Linked DNA regions of Sus scrofa: all the other regions are linked to region 2. Evidence: chromatin contacts called from public HiChIP or PLAC-seq and promoter capture Hi-C data. All regions are on one chromosome and are shown on one strand. Each heading gives the region's core, a stretch centred on a gene start, on an enhancer-like site or on the middle of the called end of the contact. The rest is flanking DNA. Distances are from core to core; before and after follow the strand shown. Region 1 has its middle 37 kb from the start of FBXO32. Region 2 holds the start of FAM91A1 (protein FAM91A1). Region 3 holds the start of FBXO32 (F-box protein 32).

What was found. Promoter capture Hi-C pulls out the DNA fragments that hold promoters and counts their contacts. HiChIP or PLAC-seq counts read pairs in DNA pulled down with a chosen protein or histone mark.
Region 1: a promoter capture Hi-C map of fetal liver shows a contact between it and region 2, with 3 times the contacts expected there. The contact joins the enhancer-like site here to the promoter of FAM91A1 in region 2. A contact is called at or near these places in 3 of 5 promoter capture datasets (fetal liver and liver), 7 of 47 Hi-C or Micro-C datasets (brain, embryonic fibroblasts, fetal liver and 3 more) and 1 of 2 datasets of contacts at active chromatin or transcription factors (alveolar macrophages).
Region 3: a contact with region 2 is called in an H3K27ac HiChIP or PLAC-seq map of alveolar macrophages. The contact joins the promoter of FBXO32 here to the promoter of FAM91A1 in region 2. A contact is called at or near these places in 1 of 5 promoter capture datasets (fetal liver), 2 of 47 Hi-C or Micro-C datasets (alveolar macrophages and embryonic fibroblasts) and 1 of 2 datasets of contacts at active chromatin or transcription factors (alveolar macrophages).

The regions. Positions count from the first base shown.
Region 1 is chr4:15,931,108-15,933,830 of Sscrofa11.1, reverse strand. No RefSeq gene overlaps it. Among named protein-coding and RNA genes, the nearest start is that of FBXO32, 37 kb to the right of the region's middle. Within about 2 kb of position 1,315, at least 7 of the 83 cell types and tissues checked have an H3K27ac peak or open chromatin away from gene starts, as enhancers often do. A contact at or near this core is called in fetal liver, where this site is marked.
Region 2 is chr4:15,680,542-15,683,395 of Sscrofa11.1, reverse strand. FAM91A1 (protein FAM91A1) reads left to right here and starts at 1,570. Exons shown (of 24, transcript XM_003354982.5): 1 at 1,570-1,901. The coding sequence starts at 1,830.
Region 3 is chr4:15,894,509-15,897,208 of Sscrofa11.1, reverse strand. It overlaps FBXO32 (F-box protein 32), which reads right to left and starts at 1,334. Exons shown (of 9, transcript NM_001044588.1): 1 at 1,183-1,334. The coding sequence starts at 1,298.

The sequences.
Region 1 (2,723 bases), core at 66-2,565, 250 kb before region 2:
GAGAGTAGATGGTAGGCTTGTGTCTCATCCTGCACTGTTCTTCTCAGAAGCACAAACGCAGTTCTTCCTCCCTGAATCTCTCGGGTACTCTGTCCTTCACTAGGGCACTTGGAAGTTTGGATCACATGTTGTGGTTGATACCTACTTTCTTGCCCACCTGGGGACCAGGTCAGGAAGGTTCTCTGAGAGCGAGGGTTGAGCTCACACTTCTGCACGGCTGCTCCGGTGCCCAGGACACTGCTGCTTCATTAACATGGCTTATTGGCGAGAATTTGCAAGGCTGATTCTCTGTGATGCTTCTTGGGCAGAAACGTGATGGGTGTCAGCTTCAGTGATGCCTGGGTAGAGCAGAAGGGAGGCAACTCTCTGATAGGCGGAGCCCTCCTGTCCAGCTTTTGCAGGTCCACATGTCCAGGTGACCACAATAACTCTTGCTGCTGAATTAGGCTCTGCCTTTCATTTGCAGACAGATCCTCCTTGCTCAGCGTGGGAACCTGCAGCAGGAGGGTCATTGGGGATTTGTCTGAAGGGGCAGAGCTAGAGTAACTGTCAGATTCATTGTCTTAGCTTCCTGTAGGGCTGTAAAAAATTACCACAAATTCATCAGAAGGTCAGCAGTCTGACACAGGTCTCACTGGGCCAAGGTCAAGGTTCAGGCGGGGGTTCCTTCTGTAGGCTCTAGGGGAGGACTGTTTCCTTGCCTTTTCTGGATTATAAACCTGCTGTCATTCCTCGGCTCTTTGGGGAACCATTATTGTGCCCACCATAGTAGCCTTATGATTTCTATTTAAAGTGAGCTATTTGTGTAGGATATGATTATTAATGGAAAGGTGTAATAATTTCACTCACTTTTAACAATGTTAGAGTTTATTTTTTAGAGTATTTGAGATATATTTTTGTTTAATTTACTTAATGTATGAGTTATTAATTCACATGGAAATGTTTTGCTTATTAGGATTGAAGCTTCTCCGAGCAGGTATTGGAAGTGCTTATAAAAAAAAAGCAAATGGATGAGAGTTATAATTGCAGCTTTAAAATGTTTAAAGGAATTTTTATTGTTTGTCAAAGGGACTTGTTTAGTCTGTTCAATTTGAGTTTATCAAACAGTAATAAAAGGCCCTTTTATTTTGTATGAAAATTTACTAAGAGAGATTTAGTTGAACTTAAAAGAAACTTTAGTGAACACGAGGTCTCCACATTTGTTACTTTTTCAACTGCCATTAATTTTTAACTGAGAAGCTATAAATAGTTCTATGAACATTAACCCCGGGCTGATTCTTCTTCTAGTCCAGGGTAAGCAAGTGGTCCTAAGTGAAACTTGCTAAAGCATTTTATGAATTATGTGTGTGTTTGTTCATTCAGTCAACCCAGGCCCTGTGCTGGGTACAAATATGATTGCAGTGTAACAAAGTTCATATGCAAAAAGTGTTACTGAAGATGAAATTTACTCCCTTGGAGAAACCTTCAGCCAGGAGGTGGCCCTAAGGAACAATAGGTGCTTCCTAGATGGAGAGGCAGGGGAAGGACATTCTAGCTAGGTGGAACAGCCTGAGCAAAGAAGGCATGGGATGTTTAGGGATGATGAGATTCTGTGATCCTTCTGGGAGTTAAAAAAAAAAAATCTGTAATTATTCTCAGGTGCCTCCGATGTCATTTTCTGATGGAGAATTAGTGGCAGGATCAGGGCATGTTCCAGAGTAAATGTGTGTCACGTAAGTCAGTCACCCACCTGAGCAGATCATACCCCTCTGGGAACACAGTGTGATTCCTAACATGACTCTCAGGCTCCCGTTGCTCAGGGAATCGTAATTGTTACCATTTATTGAACTCGTATTATGTGCCTGGCTCCAAGCAGTGTATGTGTATTAGCTCACTTAACCCTCACAGCCATAAGAAATAGATATATTATCAACAGAGTCGAGGGAATTGAGACAGAGAAGAGTCAAGTAAGGTGACAAAGTTACCTTAAGTGACAGGGCCCTGATCTGAACCTTGCACAAGCCCTTTCCTCTTTCTTCTCTTTCTTTTTTCTTTCTTTCTTTCTTCCTTCCTTCCTTTCTTCCTTCCTTCCGTCTTTTTAGGGCCGTGCTCGTGGCATGTGGAGGTTCCCAGGCTAGGGGTCCATTTGGAGCTATAGCCGCTGGCCTACACCACAGCCTCAGCAATGCAGGATCTGAGCGGCGTCTGCAACCTACACCACAGCTCACGGCAACACAGGATCCTCAACCCACTGAGCGAGACCAGGGATTGAACCCACGTCCTCATGTATGCTAGTCAGGTTTGTTAACCACTGAGCCACGATGGGAACTTCCGTTTCCTTTTTCTGAAATGCCCATGCTCTCGTCTTCTGAGGCCAGCTCCTTCTCATTTTTCAACATCACTTCTTCAGAGAGCCCCCTGCCCCACCTTGTTATTATGTAGCTCAGTCCTATGTCTGTTCCCTTCTTAGCACTTACTACAACTTAAATTTGTCCCCTACTTTTTTTTTTTCTTTCTCTCTATAATCTCAATTCCATTAAGGTGCAGGGACCCCATCTGTCTTATTCATCATCCTGTGCCCAGTGCCTTGCACAGAGTCTCGCGTATAGTAGCCATTTACTAAATGTCTGTTGATGAGTAAATTGATATTGACTTTAAAGTTCCTTATTTCCTAATCATTCTCCTATATGAACAGTTAGTGGAAATAGCCCATTTAAGGATAATGCTGTATTTCTGATTCAGGT
Region 2 (2,854 bases), core at 321-2,820:
TGGCTTAATGGGTTAAGAACCCAATATAGTATCTGTGAGGATGTGGGTTCCATCCCTGGTCTCACTTAGTGGGTTAAGGATCTGGCCTTGCTGCAAGCTGCTGTGTAGGTCACAGACGTGGCTTGGAGGCTATGTTGCTGTGGCTGTGGTGTAGGCCTGCAGCTGCAGCTCCAATTCAACCCCTAGCCCGGGAACCTCCATATGCCACAGTTGCAGCCATAAAAAGAAAACAAATAAAAAGAATAAACAAATGTAATCACAGAAATACTGAATTCATCTATGGTTGCTTGCCAGTAACAATGATCATGGGTTTGCTAAGCCAGTGTAACAAATTCTGGACGAAAGGGTCCCCAAAGACATTCTCACTAGAACTGAAATTAAAGCAGGCTTGATCTGCCATTAAAAAGTGACTGGAGGTTGCAGCATGGAGCAGAAGCAGAAACAAGAGGCTGTGCCCAAGAATCTTTATCTCCTAGATTCCCTTAGGGCCTCCCCATGTGAGCACCAGCTGTTTAACATTTTAGCTGAATCCCTACACTTAAAGAATTTGAACCTTTGTTTTTTTTTCTTTTTAACAGAAAACTTACTTATTTATCAATACAAACCTGTAACTCATATAACATTAATTGGAGTAACAAAAAGAAGTATTTCACATGAATTGGTATCTTCAGGTGATTTGAAGAACCCTTTTTGAAAGCGGTCTGGTGAATGGATTACGACTGGGATAATGACCATAAGAAGGAGAGTAACGCCTGCCCTCATGGATCAATAGGTATATTTCTTGGTGTTGAAACATATGACCATGGAAGTTTCTTCTCATATCTTTATTTCAGATGAATGAAACCAACCAATCAGGAGACTCATGGTGTAAGTACCTTTGTGAAAAATGAATCCTTGGGGCAAATTCACTTTAAACAAAGATATATGAAAGGACTACATTTTCAAAGAGTTATAATGCAGAATAGTAACGACTTCTATATTCTGATAGTTTACACTAGTTGAGTGAAACTCGATCTGCCAAAAGTGTGTGTGTGTGTTCAGGGGTTGGGGAGAATGGGGTTAAATGGGAACCTTAGAGCGCAACGTTTCTCTTTCACAAGATGCAGCAACTTTCAGGAGGTGAAGGGTCATTAGACCTCTGCCCTACGCCTCTACTGGGAGTAAAGCTCTGTCTTGAACATTCCTTCCTGAGCCTGGGCCCTGCCCACCCGGCCTCGGTTCAGGGTTGGCTATGGAGAGCTAGGGCCCACAGCTCCCGCACTTCTAAGTTAGCTATGGCCCCCCCTTCCCAAGTCTCTCCTTCTCGGGCAGCCCACCCCAGCGCCTGTAACTGCCTGCTGCTGGGCTCACATTTGAGGGCAAGTCGGTCATCCAGCAATGGTACAATGCAAGCCCAATTAATTCATCCAGAGACTGACAGAGGCACAGGGAGTGCGCGGGTGGGCGAGCCATACCTGAGCACCTTGCGGCTCTATCTACTCAGGCCAGACCCCAGTGTGGAGGGGGCGGGGCTGGAACCCCGGGCTCCGCCCCCCAGCCCCTCGCTGGCGGGCGGAAGTGACGCACCTCGAAGCCATTTCCGGCGGGCTGAAACTAGGAAGAAACTTGGAGCCGCCGAGGCTTCTGGCCACCTCTCTTCGTTGCTCGCGTGCCCCGTGGCCCGGGCCGCGCCGAGTCGTCGGGAGCCCTGGCCATGGGGCAGCCCCGGCCGTCCGCAGTTTGAGGCGCGGGGCCTCCCGCGGGCTCCTGGGAGGCCGAGGGCGGGCAGGCGGGAGGCGTCCTTCCAGCCGCGGTCCCGGCCGCTGCCGCCCGCCCGGGCCCCCGGCATCATGAACATAGACGTGGAGTTCCACATCCGGCACAACTACCCGTGGAGCAAGCTGCCGGCCAACGTGAGGCAGGTATGGAACCTGGGGCCGGGGTCCCGCCTCGCCGGCATCTGCTCGCCGCGCCCCGTGGCCGTGGCTGGCGCCTCTAGGCTGATTCCTGGCCTTCCCCTCGCCAGGGTTAACCTGCAGCCCAGGGGTGAGGAGGGGACGCTCCCAGGGCCACAGGGGCAGGATAGGGCCGTTGCGAAATGGGATGGAATGGTGTCCACTGGACTGGCTTCGCGACTTTGCACGCACTCTCGGTTCAGCCAGGCACTGGGCTAGGCACCTTTAAGCTAATTAAAGCACGGCCCTTGACCTCCAGAATTTCGGGATGTTGGGAAAGGGTCTAGAAATAAATGAATACATTTACAGAGTGATAGCAGCTTACACGAAACTGCATAAGTGTATATGCGAACGCACAGAGGAGGAAGTCACATTGTCCAGGGAGTGTCAAGAGGATGTGTAGAGGAGGCATTTAAATTGGGCCTTAAAGGACGAAGAAGAGATGGCTAGATAAGAGACTTGGAAGATTTTCCAGGGAGAGGGAATGTCATTTTAAAAAGCGCGGACGAGTGAGAGCGTGTTTTGAGAGAGTAGTGAGCGACTTCCTACCACCGAGCCTGGAGGTGTAGCTGTATTGATTTGTTTGGAGGTGGGGCTTCGTGAGTGGGGGTGGTGGCAGTCAGGGCCAGATTTTGAAAGACTTTTGTATTTTGTTTTGTTGGACTTAATCCTCTCAACAGGATGGGTTTATTAGAGATCTTTCAAGAAGAGAATGACAAAAGGCTTTTGTCTGAGAGGTAATTCTCAAATACTTGAGTGTCGCGTTTTTTCCTCCATTGTTTTACAGATGTTTATTGAACACCTACTATGTACTATGCCTTGTTTTAGGTGAGGGTAATTTGCAGCAGTAGACAAGAGGAAACCCCCTCTTCCTGGAGCTTACGTTTTAGTAAGGAAAGAGGACAGTAAACAAGTAACTG
Region 3 (2,700 bases), core at 85-2,584, 210 kb before region 2:
GGAAATAGTGATATTTTCCTTGATAGTTTTGGTAAAATTGAGTGCCAAGGGCTCAGCCAAACAACCACTGGTCATTCTCAGTGGGAAGCTGGCCCACTTAGGGAACTCTCTCCATTGAAGTCAATTTAAGGGCTGAGGGTGGGGAGCAGTGGTTTTAACCAAAAGCCCTAGGAAAAGGCACCCAAGGCCACTGATCCCCTCTAGACCCATTTCCATTGCCCTCCTCATGGGAATCAAATGGCAGCTACTGGGAAGCGCAGCTTGGAGGCCTGGACTGACAGATTCCAGAGCACCCAACTCATTAATCAGGGCTTCTGTGTTATTAACCAAGCAGAGCATCAGGCTCCGGGGACTTTGGATTTTCCACCCGACTGACAGAGGGCAGGTGGGACTTGAGTCCAGAGGCTCACCTGCTCCAGGTGGGCTTTCTGCAGGTGATAAGCATACCTTGAAATGGGGGTGCCCTCACTATATAAAGAAAACTGACAAAAAGGGCCACTGAGGAAACAGGTGCAAAGACTTCGTCCTCTCAGAAGCAGAGAGCTCGTGTGGGTTTCATACCCCGCCTCCCTTTCCTCCTCCGCAGCTCTGCCTCCTCGAGTCTTTACCATCGCTCCGAAAGTCCGCCCGCAAAGCGCTGGTGCCCCAGGGACCATCTGGCCGCCCCTTCCTGGTTACTCATCCTCTCTGCCCACTCTGTGGTCGCCTTTGCGTGGGAAGAGCCTGGAGGTGCTCTGGGCGGGCCCCGTGTCCAATCCCGTCTCCAGACTTGTGCTGGGAGTCCCGCGCCACCCCAGGGTGAAGGGCACGCAGCCCGCTCACCGCCGGCGCCCACACACGCAAAGCGAACGACAACGGGTCTTTTAAGGCAGGGGACCCCTGAAGTTGTGAGCGTTTGTGGAGAAGAGCCTCATTTATCGTCACACTCTCAGAGGGACCTGGGGTTCTGGAAGGAGTCATGCCCACTTTGGGACGCTGACCTTGAACAATAATAAGAAACCAAATACCCTGAATCCCGTGCTCTGGTGACCTCTACAGAAACCCAGGCAATTCACTCTCATCCTTCTAGTCAGGGGCTCCCTTCTCACCCTGTTCCAGCTCTGCCTGCGTCCCATTCACCGACCCACTCCCGGAGACCAGCCCGAGTGTTTGCGTAGCTGAAGTTGGTGGCGATCCCCTCACCTGCTGAGGTCGCTCACGAAGCTGCCACTCTTCTCATCCAGGAAGCGCTTCCAGCCATCGGCTGTCTTCACCCAGCTCTGCCCGGGGGACCGCCAGTCCTGCCCGAGGAATGGCATGGCACTGCAAACGGACGCGACGGACTGATGGACAGGACCGGCCGGGCGGCCTCGGGGACGCGCCGCCCTGGGCGGATGCTCGGACGGGGGTGCTGGGGCCGGTGAGGGAGCGGCTTCAGGGAACCTGTGTGGAGGGCTGCGGGATCTGGGGTGCGGAGCGGGGTCCCTGCGCTCGCGAAGGGTGCTGTGGAGGGTCGCCGGGCGCGCGGGGCTCGCTGGAGTGCTGCGCTGAGGTCCCGGCCGCTGTATTTATCCCGGGCCGCTGGCCCCGGCTCTTTGTTGCCGGAAGAGCCGCCTGCTCTTAGCCCGGCCCCCCCAGCCTGGAGGCCACGTGGCTTTGTTTATGGGCTCGGCTTGTTTTCCGAGGCGCCCGCGGCTCTTGCTCCTCTGGCTGTTGCACAACCGCTCGCTGGTGGAAACTTGAAGCCGCGCTGCGGATCGGGGCGCCCACTGCCCCTCCACCCCTGGCCCCTCGCGCTCCTTCTCCCCCCCGCCAGGGCAGCTGCTGCAGCTGGGAGAGCGAGGCCGGGCGCTCGGGAAACTGCACACCGTCCTTCTGCAGCTCTTGGCCTGGCGAGGTGCAGGGAGGAGGAGGCTCGACTGGCTTGTGGATCGCTTCGGCGCGGGGGTGGGGAAAAGGGACCGCTCTCCTCCCAACCCTGAGCTGTCACAATCGAGCCCTGGGTCCAGACAAGCCCCGCCAAAGCGGGGGCCTGACACGGCCCCCCGGAGCCCGGAGCCCGGCAGGGGGTCGGGGGCGCAGCCTCCTGGCCTCTCTCACTACCTAGAACCCGCTCTCCGGTGGAGGAGGGGACACCGCCAGGCGGGGGTGGGGCGGCGGGACAGTCGTCCACCTCACCCTGCCCCAGAACTGTTACAGAGTCTGCTGTCAGGCAGGCCTGTCTCCCGGGTGGCGAAGGAAGAAGATGGAAGCTCGGTGGCAGCTGGTCCCAGCGGTGGAAGTGGAGAGCAGGGACAGTCCCCCACCCCACTCTGGACACCCTAAGCCAGCAGCACTGGCATCTGCGGGGCCTGAGTAGGCACCATAACGTCAGGGAGCAGGTTAGGGGTGTGTCAGCCCCGCTGACTGCCCGGTTATCTGCCTAGGGCTTAGGGGACTGGACTTCTGTTACAAAGAACCGCTCTACCCTTTTCTGTTCTGCGTCCTCTGGGCTCTTAAGCCCTTCTCCGGAAATAGGTCAGGAGTTTTGTTTTGGTTTTGGTGACCGTTTAGGGAGAAGGGCCTAGAAAGCCCCTCTGCCTGACTGATGGGGACTAAACGAAACACTGTAAAAGCCCACAGTGAGGAGGCGATGCCCCAGGGTCTGAAGCCCTCATAGACCTCAGCTTATTAACCTAAGCCTCAGGAGGACCAGTGTGGCAGCTGTCCCATGTTCCAGAT